Regions from separate parts of the Mus musculus genome. Here region 2 is linked to region 1. The links are chromatin contacts, called in public Hi-C maps. All regions are on one chromosome and are shown on one strand. Each heading gives the region's core, a stretch centred on a gene start, on an enhancer-like site or on the middle of the called end of the contact. The rest is flanking DNA. Distances are from core to core; before and after follow the strand shown.

What was found. Hi-C and Micro-C count contacts between places; a contact is called where the count stands out from the background.
Region 2: a contact with region 1 is called in a Hi-C map of embryonic fibroblasts, with 9 times the contacts expected there. The contact joins two enhancer-like sites. A contact is called at or near these places in 1 of 39 promoter capture datasets (liver), 48 of 484 Hi-C or Micro-C datasets (the AML12 cell line, the G1E-ER4 cell line, the HL-1 cell line and 26 more) and 2 of 115 datasets of contacts at active chromatin or transcription factors (embryonic fibroblasts and fibro-adipogenic progenitors).

The regions. Positions count from the first base shown.
Region 1 is chr16:86,301,753-86,308,252 of GRCm38.p6, forward strand. No RefSeq gene overlaps it. Among named protein-coding and RNA genes, the nearest start is that of Gm32357, 69 kb to the left of the region's middle. Within about 2 kb of position 2,314, at least 32 of the 459 cell types and tissues checked have an H3K27ac peak or open chromatin away from gene starts, as enhancers often do. A contact at or near this core is called in embryonic fibroblasts and tail fibroblasts, where this site is marked.
Region 2 is chr16:86,415,657-86,422,156 of GRCm38.p6, forward strand. No RefSeq gene overlaps it. Among named protein-coding and RNA genes, the nearest start is that of Gm32357, 180 kb to the left of the region's middle. Within about 2 kb of position 3,180, at least 6 of the 459 cell types and tissues checked have an H3K27ac peak or open chromatin away from gene starts, as enhancers often do. A contact at or near this core is called in embryonic fibroblasts and tail fibroblasts, where this site is marked.

The DNA of each region.
Region 1 (6,500 bases), core at 1,064-3,563:
CAGTAATTCCAAAATAGAGGATATGAGTCCTCTTCAAGTGAGTCCTTTTTCCTGAATTACAGATAACTGCATTCTGTTTGTTCTCACAAGCTCACAGAGAGTAACCAGGTTTTCTTCTTTTAGGAACATCGGCCTTATAAGATCAAAGCTCTAAGCACATGATGTCTTTGAACCCTAATTCATACTTCCTTTAAATAAAGCTTTGGATAAAGAGCTACCATCTACAATTTTTTTTCAGACATGAGACTCTGTCCATTCCATTGCATTACTCATAGACTCATTTTCATACATTATCACATACAAAATGCAGTCAAACTTTGCTCGTTCCAATATTAATAGTAAATACTAGAGTCTTGAGGCAAAAGAATAGTTTTCTTTGGCTTGGTGTCCATCCCTCCCAGCCATCTCCACCCTGTTCCTGAGGTGGGAGTGCTAAGTGTTTAAGCTGTTGTTGCTGGAGGCTCAGTCCTTCCCTTTACTTGAAGACCACGCATACCATAGCTTTATTGGAGACTTATAAAATTCTACAGCCTCGATTAAGTTCTACAGCCTACCTTCCTTCCATCCTTCCCTACAGCCTCCTCCATTCCATTATTTCCAAATGATGATGCTCCTCTGGATAGAATTACATTTCTTCCCTTGAGGTGGCTCATTTAACTGATGAATTATATTCATGTTCTCTCTCTCTCTCTCTCTCTCTCTCTCTCTCTCTCTCTCTCTCTCTCTCTCTCTCACCAGATATCATTCACTCTGTCTACACAAGCTCAGATGTTCACAATAAGATACAAAGGACCAGGGTCTTAGATAACATGAATGCACTGGCCCAAATATGTGCAGTCCAGAAGTCCAAGTTAAATGGCATTCAACTCAACTCCTGTTTTTCTGGTGGTGTTCTCAGTATGTCTTCTCATGGGGATGGAAGCAGAGCCCTCTAGTGTCTTTTATTATAATGACACTAATCCTTTAGGATTAACCTCTGCAATGAGTATTATAGCTTCAATTTATAGAATATAAGGGGGAGTAATTCAGCTCCTCACATCATATTATCTATCTTGGCACAGCACTTTTAAGTTTTTTGTATTCGGTTTGATGTTTAATCCTATCAGAATCTCTAAAACCATCCTAGGCTACTCAAACCCACATTACCTTCAGAAGGTCTTGTACATCTCAGAACTGTTTCCTTGGCACAAAGTGGAGAGTGTAGTTATATGTTAACTATCTGCTACATTCCATTCGGCCAACGCAGTGGACTAATTTTCCCATGTCTGTTTCACATGTGGGTTCCTGTTGAATGGGCCCTCTCTGTCTGCTTCCTAGGATTCTTTAACATTACTATGCCATCTACAAAAGCCAGAGAGGCCATTTCCTGAATACCTATCTACTTTCTATACTTTAAGAACCTCACAATGTAGGTTACCTGGATATGTTTCTGGTTACTGGAGAATAATTCTGTTAAATAACGAGGTTTAGTACTGTTGTATCTGTAGGTATCTGTTGCCTGGTTAATGCAATGCAATATAATGAGTTGCCTCATAGCCTACCCGCATATGATCCCACTATGATGGACGATATCCTTATTTCTTTAAGTTTATTTTGATGAATATTTTGTCACAATAGTAAGGAAAGTAATTAATTCAGGTAATTGGGAACAATAAGTTTGGATGTTAGAGTACAGGAGAGCAAAATGCCAAAAGAAAAATAGAAAGTGATATCTTGATTCCTACTTTCTCTATTCATTCATTCATGCATTCATTCATTTATTCATTCTGTCTAATCCAATATGTAGGTATTTAAGTCTCCTCTCCATCCCGTCCTCTCAGATCCCATATCACCTCTCCTCTCCCCCAGACCCAGTGTTCCTCCATTTCCCTTCAGAGAAGAACAGGCCTCCCTGTGGTATCAAACTTGGTACAATAAGATTCAATAATACTAGGGATATGCCCTCCTTCAAGGCTAGATGAAGTCCTACGGTGTGGCAAAAGAGTCAATGGCACTGCCCACTGCCATTGCTAGGAGTCCAACAAAACTCAAGGTAAATAACTACAGCATGTATGCAGAGGATATGGCGCAGACCCATGCAGGATCCGTGGGTGGCTGCTGCTTCAGTCTCTATGATCTCTGATGAGCACGGCTTAGTTGTTACTGATGGCAGTGTTCTGGTGTCCTGTACTCCTGGGTTTTCAAAGGGTCACAAGGGACTGTGTTTTCCAGTCCACAGATGAGGAGTCATTTTAGCAAGATACTGCACATACTGCATTCTCTCTGTGTCCTAAGAATCTGAGTCAGATTGAGGTCACAAGCATGAAGGAATTTAACAAAGTCTCAAGACCAAGGAATTCAGGCTATGTCGCAGTTGCTGTTCATTCACATCTTCTGCTCTACCATGAAAAAGAGCAGGAAGTGGAACAAAGAAGATGTGAGCATGTATCATTTGGTGGGAAGGAAGGAATCTAATTTGTAGCCAGACTGGAGAGACTGCAGACTGTTCTTGCTGAGGACTTGAGTTGGATGTTCAGCATTCAAGACAGGTGGCCCTCAACTGCCTTTAATTTCAACCTGTCTAGACAAATGGTAGAAATTTATGGCATGCAAGTAATGTTTGGATGCTAGGATACTATGTTTAATTTTTATCGTTAAGTTGGGAGGATATAGAATTAATTATTGGAGACTGAGTAAGGAGACAATATGGGAGGAAATGACATCTTTTTTTGTTTGTTTGTTTGTTTTTGTTTTTGTTTTTTGAGATGTGGTTTCTCTGTGCAGCCCTCGCTGTCCTGGAGCTCACTTTGTAGACTAGGCTGGCCTCAAACTCAGAAATCTGCCTGCCTCTGCCTCCCGAGTGCTGGGATTAAAGGCGTGTGCCACCAAGCCTGGCACTGGAAATGACATATTCTTAAACTTTAATTAAAAAAAAAAAACAATAAAAATAAACAAAGTAAACATAATCTGCCCCAGAAGAAAACAAATTCACAAACTAAGACTATTCATTCTTTGAAATCTGTGAAATTACAGTTCTCTTTCTTTCATGGCTCAACTACAATTATCTACTGATTTCCAGGGGTCTAGCTTTGGGCAGTGTTATTTTCTGCATCATGGACATAGAAATCCTCTTAAATCAGTTGTGTAAAAGATATGGGTATAAGGAGGAAATACCCAGGGAGCTGGGCGGATCTGCAACCCTATAGGTGGAACAACAATATGAACTAACCAGTACCACCACCACCCCCCTACCCCCCTCCTTGGAGCTCGTGTCTCTAGTTGCATATGTATCAGAAGATGGCCTGGTCGGCCATCAGTGGAAAGAGAGGCCCATTGGTCGTGCAAACTTTATATGCCTCAGTACAGGGGAACGCCAGGGCCAAGAGGTGGTAGTGGGTGGATGGGGCAGTGGGGGGGGGGGTGTGGGGGACTTTTGGGATAGCATTGGAAATGTAAATGAAATAAATACCCAATAATAAAAAATAAAAAAAATGAGATTATATTAGAAAAAAAGTTTAATGATGCTGTTGTGTACTTCTCTAAACATAGTTAAACTATTCATAAAAGAGAGAAACATTTTTACACTATTATCAACAGAAAACATTTAGAATACTTTTTTAGACATCAAAAAGAATTTTTTTTGAATTTTGTCTTTTTTTCTTTTGTGACTAGAAACAAAGCAACTTTATTTGGAGGGTGCTGGACTTTTAATGTTATATTTATTGATAATCTTTGGAATGAGGTTTCTGTTATATATCAGATCAGCCTAATATTCAAGTATAATTGAAGGAAGATAAAATCATGTATCTGTGCCACAGTGTTTAAAAACAAAGTCATCATAATCAATTAGTATTTGATATTAAACTATACATTACCTAACTTATATGGCACATTCTTCACACATTGCTACTCTGTTCATTTTATTAAATGTTTCATTTGTGCCAGTCAAGTTATAGTTGTTGCAAAGAATACTAAACATCAAAAATCAGCCTTGACTAGATAGAATCTATTTACATAACTATAACTAGATCAATTAAACTGTGGAACTGCCCTCATAGTAGTCCTGTGAAGATACAAATTACATAACTGCAAAGACTGAGACATCTTAAAGAGTTAGAGAATGCCTTCTTAGTAAAGAAACGTTTGATCTAATAGTTAAATGTTAATGGATGTTACCTGTGGATAATGACAAATACAGGATAGTGTTTTTGATGTTCAGAAGTGAAGGAACAGTATGTGTTGATTTAAAGCTAAAACCTCTAGACCTATATGTCATTTCTGATTAAGAATTTAACTCTTTCATTTGCAACTAATCCCTGCTGGGTAAAGGGAAATTAGTTTTTCAATGAACTGTCACTGGGTACAGGAACCATACACAAAGCCCAGGAGTGACTGACCAACTCAAGATGGCCTCTCGGTTTCTCTTTGGACTTTTTTCTTTGTATTGAATTGTTTTGGTCTGTTATTATTTGTCTTATTGGTTTTATTCGTTTTGATTTTTGAGAGACAAGGATGGAGAGAGGAAGAATGTAAAGCTGTGTGAGTGGGGAGGTGAAGAGGATCTGAAAGAAGCTGAAGGTGGGAAAATAGGATCACGGTGTAGCGTATGAAGAAAATATGAAAATATGCTGTAATTTTTTAAAAAGTACTTTCAGCTTTTCATGTGAAGCACATAAATAGTAATATTAATTGGGCTTTACAGTTCTGTATTTTAGGTATATGATGATTAAAAACAAGTTAGCTGAGCTGTCAGATCATCAGACCGTAATTAGGTCAAGAAGGATAGAGTGAGAATATTCAACATTATTGAGAGAGTAAGGATCACTTTATAATGCAGAAATGTCTGTGGCTGAGGCCATGAAAAGGTATACACCCTTCTACCCCTTATCTCAAAATAGTTATCCTCTGAGAAGTTCCTAGGTTCTACCTAATTTTAGAAATGGTAAAACAATACCAGAGTTTTCACAATAAGAGGAGGAGAACAATGGCCTTTCTCTACACAACGAATAAACAGGCTGAGAAAGAAATTATGGAAACAACACCCTTCTCAATAGTTACAAATAATATAAAATATCTTGGCGTGACTCTAACTAAGGAAGTGAAAGATCTGTATGATAAAAACTTCAAGTCTCTGAAGAAAGAAATTAAAGAAGATCTCAGAAGATGGAAAGATCTCCCATGCTCATGGATTGGCAGGATCAACATTGTAAAAATGGCTATCTTGCCAAAAGCAATCTACAGATTCAATGCAATCCCCATCAAAATCCCAACTCAATTCTTCAACGAATTAGAAGGAGCAATTTGCAAATTCATCTGGAATAACAAAAAACCTAGGATAGCAAAAACTCTTCTCAAGGATAAAAGAACCTCTGGTGGAATCACCATGCCTGACCTAAAGCTTTACTACAGAGCAATTGTGATAAAAACTGCATGATACTGGTATAGAGACAGACAAGTAGACCAATGGAATAGAATTGAAGACCCAGAAATGAACCCACACACCTATGGTCACTTGATCTTCGACAAGGGAGCTAAAACCATCCAGTGGAAGAAAGACAGCCTTTTCAACAATTGGTGCTGGCACAACTGGTTGTTATCATGTAGAAGAATGCGAATTGATCCATACTTATCTCCTTGTACTAAGGTCAAATCTAAGAGGATCAAGGAACTTCACATAAAACCAGAGACACTGAAACTTATAGAGGAGAAAGTGGAGAAAAGCCTTGAAGATATGGGCACAGGGGAAAAAATTCCTGAATAGAACAGCAATGGCTTGTGCTGTAAGATCGAGAATTGACAAATGGGACCTAATGAAACTCCAAAGTTTCTGCAAGGCAAAAGACACCGTCAATAAGACAAAAAGACCACCAACAGATTGGGAAAGGATCTTTACCTATTCTAAATCAGATAGGGGACTAATCTCCAACATATATAAAGAACTCAAGAAGGTGGACTTCAGAAAATCAAATAACCCCATTAAAAAATGGGGCTCAGAACTGAACAAAGAATTCTCACCTGAGGAATACCGAATGGCAGAGAAGCACCTGAAAAAATGTTCAACATCCTTAATCATCAGGGAAATGCAAATCAAAACAACCCTGAGATTCCACCTCACACCAGTCAGAATGTCTAAGATCAAAAATTCAGGTGACAGCAGATGCTGGCGTGGATGTGGAGAAAGAGGAACACTCCTCCATTGTTGGTGGGATTGCAGGCTTGTACAACCACTCTGGAAATCAGTCTGGTGGTTCCTCAGAAAATTGGACATAGTACTACCGGAGGATCCAGCAATACCTCTCCTGGGCATATATCCAGAAGATGCCCCAACTGGTAAGAAGGACACATGTTCCACTATGTTCATAGCAGCCTTATTTATAATAGCCAGAAGCTGGAAAGAACCCAGATGCCCCTCAACAGAGGAATGGACACAGAAAATGTGGTACATCTACACAATGGAGTACTACTCAGCTATTAAAAAAGAATGAATTTATGAAATTCCTAGCCAAATGGATGGACCTGGA
Region 2 (6,500 bases), core at 1,930-4,429, 110 kb after region 1:
TTCTGGCTTTCATAGTCTCTAGTGAACAATCTGGTCTAATTCTGATAGGCTTGCCATTATATGTTACTTGACCTTTTTCCCTACTCCTTTTAATATTCTATCTTTATTTAATGCATTTGTTGTTCTGATTATTATGTGTCGGGAGGAATTTCTTTTCTGGTCCAGTCTATTTGGAGTTCTGTAGGCTTCTTGTATGTTCATGGGCATCTCTTTATTTAGGTTTGGGAAATTTTCTTCTATAATTTTGTTGAAGATATTTGTTGTCCTTTGAGTTGAAAATCTTCATTCTCATCTACTCCTATTAACCGTAGGTTTGATCTTTTCATTGTGTCCTGTATTTCCTGGATGTTTTGAGTTAGGATCTTTTTGCATTTTCCATTTTCTTTAATTGTTGTGCTGATGTCCATGGAATCTTCTGCACCTGAGATTCTCTCTTCCATCTCTGGTATTCTGTTGTTGATGCTCGCATCTATGGTTCCAGATTTCTTTCCTAGGGTTTCTGTCTCCAGTGTTGCCTCATTTTGGGTTTTCTTATTGTGTCTACTTCCCTTTTTAGGTCTTGGATGGTTTTATTCAATTCCATCACCTGTTTGCTCATGTTTTCCTGCAATTCTTTAAGGATTTTTGTGCTTCCTCTTTAAGGTCTTCTACCTGTTTAGCAGTGTTCTCCTGTATTTCTTTGAGTGAGTTATTAAAGTCCTTCTTGATGTACTCTACCATCATCATGAGATATGCTCTTCAATCCAGGTCTAGCTTTTCGGGTGTGTTGGGGTGCCCTGGACTGGGCAAGGTGGGAGTGCTGGGTTCTAATGATGGTGAGTGGTGGTCTTGGTTTCTGTTAGTAAGGTTCTTATGTTTACCTTTCACCATCTGGTAATCTCTGGAGTTCGTTGATTTAGTTGTCTCTGGTTAGAGCTTATTCCTCAGGTGATTCTGTTAGCCTCTATCAGCAGACCTGGGAGACTATATCTTTCCTCTGAGTTTCAGTGGTCAGAGCACTCTCTGCAGGCACGCTCTCCTCTTACAGGGAAGGTGCACAGATATCTGGCATTCGGACCTCCCTCCTGGCCGAATATGAAGGCCCAAAACAGGACCTGTCCCAGAAGCTGTGTTGTTTTGGCCTTTCACAGAAGCTGTTAGCTTCTGTAGTCCACACTCTCATCTGTGCAGACTACTCTAGGCAGAATCCTGGAACCATCAATTCTTATTGATATAATTTTTGTCAGATTAGATAAATATAATCATTTCAATATATATTCAGAATAACATTAACATGATAATTTACAGTACTTTTATGTTGGAGTCTTACGTGAATTTCACAAAAACAGCATTTCATTTCAGAGGAGCCATGTTCCAAGTGGCTGATGGGCACTTCTAGCTTTTGGATACCCATTCCTTATAGTGAGGTGTGCATGTGACCATTGTGAAAGTCGCCAGTGATCAGTGTGTTCTTTCTTTCTACTCTTGTAGAAAGAAAGTCCTGAGCATTCAGAACAAGCAAGACTTTCAGCAATCCATAAATCACATTGTTGGGAAGCTCAAACATGGTGCTTAGCCACAGAATCACGGGTACTGAATTAGCAACACCTGATAGTGTGACAGTAAAGCCTCTCTACACGGAATTAAAGAGAAGTTTTGAACGCAGAAATAATGAACTAAAAGGAAAACTATATCAACTCCAGGTTACTAGGTGACAAAAGCCTAGGGACAGGTTCTGAGTGGTCAGAGAAATAAGTTTTCAGCACATCAAAAGGGAACAGGGAGAAAGAGGAAAGGGCAGAAGATAGCAAGGAAAGGGACTATATTTCCTTCATATATATTCCTATATGAAGGAAAAGAACAGATAACCCTACAGACATAAGAATGGGCAAGGAAAGAGAAAGCTACCAATTTTCAGTGATAAAGAGGAAAATAAGTTTAATAGTAAATATTCATGTATTTAGGTTAAACCCTGAGCTTGAAAAGGTGAGAAACAACCAGCTCAGACTTCCCTTTTAGAAATAATTGTATAGGGGTATTGTAATACACAAAGCCATTCCTATGTTTAATGTGTATAATTCATCATGACTACCTTTGTGTGGGCAGACTACAGACATTACCATTATCTAGTTTCTGAGTAATTTTTTTTCACCTTCAAAAGAAACTCCCCACTGCCCTTCCCCCTTTCCTTCTTTCAAGCCAGAGGCAACCTTAATCCATCCCCATCTCTAGGATTTCCCTCTTCTGGAGATTTTATACAAAAGTAGAAGACACTAAAAGTAATTTGAATGGATTCTTTAAAGTGAAAGTTTCTCAAGACTTATCTAGGACATAGTATGAATTACTATTCATTTACTTTTAATGCTGCAAAATATTCTATCTTATAAACATAAAGGATTTTATTATTTATTGGTAGATAAAAGCAGCTTCCCTAGAAATACTTTATCCATCTCACATACATGAAATTACAGGCACACACATAAAGTTCCTGTGGGGTTGTATGCTTATGGACTTTGGCTATATATCTTGGGATGAGTCTTCTGGACTCATGCAATCTCTATGTTTCCTACTTTGAAGAAATGCTGAGCTTTCTGTTCATTTGTTTTGTTTTGTTTTTTAAGTATGACTGCCCTGCCTCAATATACTGTGGTCCAAGAGATTGTTACAGCATGCTGACCGTTATTAGCAGTGGGCAATGGGCCCTGAAGTCCTTGTAGCTTCCCTATTTACCATTGAAATGGCAGTTGGCAATGCACTAGAACCATGATCTGTGGTTCAGTGCCCAAGTTCACTCCTGATCTTAGTGGGGAAAGGTAAGTGGTCAAACTCCATCTTGTCTCTTGCTAACTGGCTTGAGATTTTGGAACTACTTGAATGTTACATCTTATGCTAACCTCACTTTCAAGGCCTGAGAACAGCGACCATTAAACAAAGCAAAAAAAAAAAAAATTTTTTACAGACAAACCCTTCTTATATAAGCAGTTATGCCTAATTGTACTCAAGAGAACATATCTTGGTTTTAGAATGTTTTGATTCGAATTGGTTTACACTGGAACTAGGCCTACTCCCTACCATTGCAAGCATCACTTGAAAGTTCAGCTGCAGTTTCCAACACCTGAGTCATCTTCTGTAGCCATCCCTCTGTGCACTGCAGAAGTAAGTATTCTAGGCATCATAGTTTCCTTTACCTTGTGAGAAACATGGAAAAGGATTCCTTTAAAGTGTTGTTAAGGTACCAAATAAGGATGTATTAGATCATGGGAACATGCTGAGTTTTCATAGTCTTAGTCATAGCAAAGAGACATGCCCCAAATGTCTTCTTATGGGAAGTTGTTACCTAGTGCAATTTGACTTGAAGCCACGGAAGGAATTAGATGATTAATGCAAGAAAATGTGTGAGGCATAGGTTCCAACGTGTGATTCACCTTGCTGCAGAACCTCTGAAATAGTGGAGAAATTTGGTGTGAAATTAACCTGTTAGTATAAACATAGATCATCTTTCTCCACTATATAACATCTGAGTATAAAAAGGAACATTAATTTAATGCAGAAAATATCCCTTTAAGCACAGAACGTAGGTTGTGTAGACAACCAAATGTCCGTGGCTTCCTAGCCAATCTGTCAAGCTGAATTGACAAACCTCAGGTTCAGTGAGAAGCCCTGTCTAAAAAATTGGATAGAGAGACATTGAGAAGATGTCTAATGTTTTCACCTGGCCCCCTAAAGCTCAGAAGCTCATGGACACTCCTACATAGCTGCATGCACCCACACATAGCTTTGCACATTCATACTAACAAATGCGCACACGTGCAGTTATTCGTTGATTTGTATTAATATGGGATTACTGTGAAATCAAGAAAAAGTATTTTTCATACAGAACTTAAACTCTGTTCAAATCATATCTCAAATGTTTGAACGAGGTTTGAAATGACGTGTTAGATATTTAATTTGTAATAAATTGTGCTGTGATTTTAAGTTAAGGACTCATGGACGTTTATAGTCCAAGGTTTCCCCCTGGTGGCCACCTTGTCAACAACATACCAGGATAGAAGACGGAGAGGTGCTTTCTTGAAGCACTGCTTTAGCAACCCTATAGGTGGAACAACAATATGAACTAACCAGTACCCCCAGAGCTCCTGTCTCTAGCTGCATATGTAGGAGAAGATGGCCTAGTCGGCCATCATTGGGAAGAGAGGCCCCTTGGTCTTGCAAACTTTATATGCCCCAGTACAGGGGAACGCCAGGGCCAAGAAGTGGGAGTGGGTGGGTAGGGGAGCAGAGAGGGGGGAATATAGGGAAATAAAGGGAGGTTATAAGGAACTAAAGAAAATATCTAATAACAAAAGAAAAGAAAATGAAAACACAGAGGTTTCGTCCTATAGAACCTGAGTACTGGGATTTTTTTAAGAGAAAACACTACATTTCTTTGTTGGTTGTTGTTGTAAATATATTTATTCATATAATTAATTATATATCATATACTGTTTTGCTATGAAAATCTAAAGACCTTCCATTTTCATAAATTTTGAATTTAAAAATACTTTTATTTTTATGATCACACTTACTATACTTTTTTTTTTTTTCACTTAAGCAGAATTACTAATGCATGGCCTCATATCAAATCCTTAAACCGATGGTCAACAAGGTGTTCACCATTTCTTTTATGTTTTCAAAATGCATATGGCAACTGACATTCTATCTCAATCTAATCCATGATCTGTGGTTCTGAGTAACACGATGTCTTTTGTGCTTTAACTTAATAATATTAATGTGAGTCATGTTTACACTGTTTGCTGAGATATGTGTGCTGGTCAGACTAGGTACAACTCTCAGAGACTCATTTGTTTAAATGCTTGGCCCATAGGGAGTGCCACTATTAGGAGTATGGCCTATGGTTGCTGGAGGAAGTATGTTCACTGTGAGGGTAAGCTTCGAGGTTTCCTATGCTCAAGCTATGCCCAATGGGGCAGACAGTCCCCTGCTGCTGCCTGCAGATAAAGATGTAGAACTCTCAACTCCTTCTCCAGCCCCATGTCTGCCCGATGTTGCCATCCTTCTGACTGTGCTGATAATGGTCTAAACCTCTGAAACTTTAAGCCATCACCACTTAAATGTTTTTTTCTTTAAAAGAGTTGCCATAGTCATATTATCTCTTCACATCAATGGAACGTCTATGACACAACTTAAGTTCTGTACTTGTGTGACAAAATGAATTAACAAACATTATAATTATTTTAAAACAGAGCCTTGGTTATGATGTCATTTGGAAATGATAAAGGTTTTTAAAGGTCTGCTCCAAAGCACTTAATAAGCTATGAACTTCCTATGAACTTCCTTGTCACAGAACAAGCATTTGAAAGAAAGAATTTTGATGTTTGAACTTTTAGGAGCTTGACTAAAAACCCTGGTAAGATGATCAAAATGAAACACATTCATTTGCTCAAGGATATTACCACTTGCTCCCTTTGAAAATGACAGAATACTGCCACTAACATCAAGTAGTATAATCAGAGAAGAGTATAACAAAACTGTCTCTTCACTATTGTCTACATAGAAAAACTTCATATTCATACTCATTCTTTTTTAGTAAAATTGATATCCAATCATTCTCAGAAAAGGAAACAACATGTAAAACAATGTTTTCTCTTAACCACCGCAACAGTTTTGGATTTGGTGTCTGCAAACATGATGGATCCCCAGGTGGGCATTCCATGGTTGGTCCTTCTTCCAGTCTCTATTCCTTTTTTTTTTTTTTTTTTTTTTGTCCCTGTTCTTCTTTTGGATGGGAACATTTCCTGCTTAAAAAATTTGAGATGGAGCAGGCATGGTGGCACATGCCTTTAATCCTAGCACTCGGGAGGTAGAGGCAGGCAGATTTCAGAGTGAGAGGCCAGCCTGGTCTACAGAGTGAGTTCCAGGACAGCCAGGGCTGCACAGAGAAACCCTGTCTCAAAAACAAACAAACAAACAAACAAACAAACAAAAAATTTGAGATGGGTGGCCCCATCTGTGGACCAGGGGTCGTGCCAATTTACTGGAAATGGTTCCTTGGAAGGTCCTGCCAGCAACTGACCAAGGCAGATCTGGTTGCTTGTAGCCAACCATCAGGCTGAGCTCAGGTAACCTGGTGAGGGAGCTGGCAGAGGACTGGAAGAGTGGATGGGGGTTGCAAACCAATTGGAAGAACAGCATAGGCTGGCATGACCACCCAGTTCTCCCAGAGACTAGACTACCAATCAATAAGTGTACCTGGTGGGATCCATGGCTCCATATATACTTGTAGCAGAGGATGGCCTTGCCTGACAGCAATGAGAGCGGTTGCCATTGGTCCAGGTGAGGTTTGATCCCCCAGAGTAGGGTGATGCTGGAACAGTGGGGCAGAAGAGTATGGGTTGGTGGGGGAGCACTCTCATATAGGCAAAGGGGAGGGAGAAGGTCAAATGTGGGATGAGGGGTTGGTAGAGCGGTAACCAGAAACTGGAATATCATGAAATGGGAGGTTGGTGGAGGGGGTATCCAGG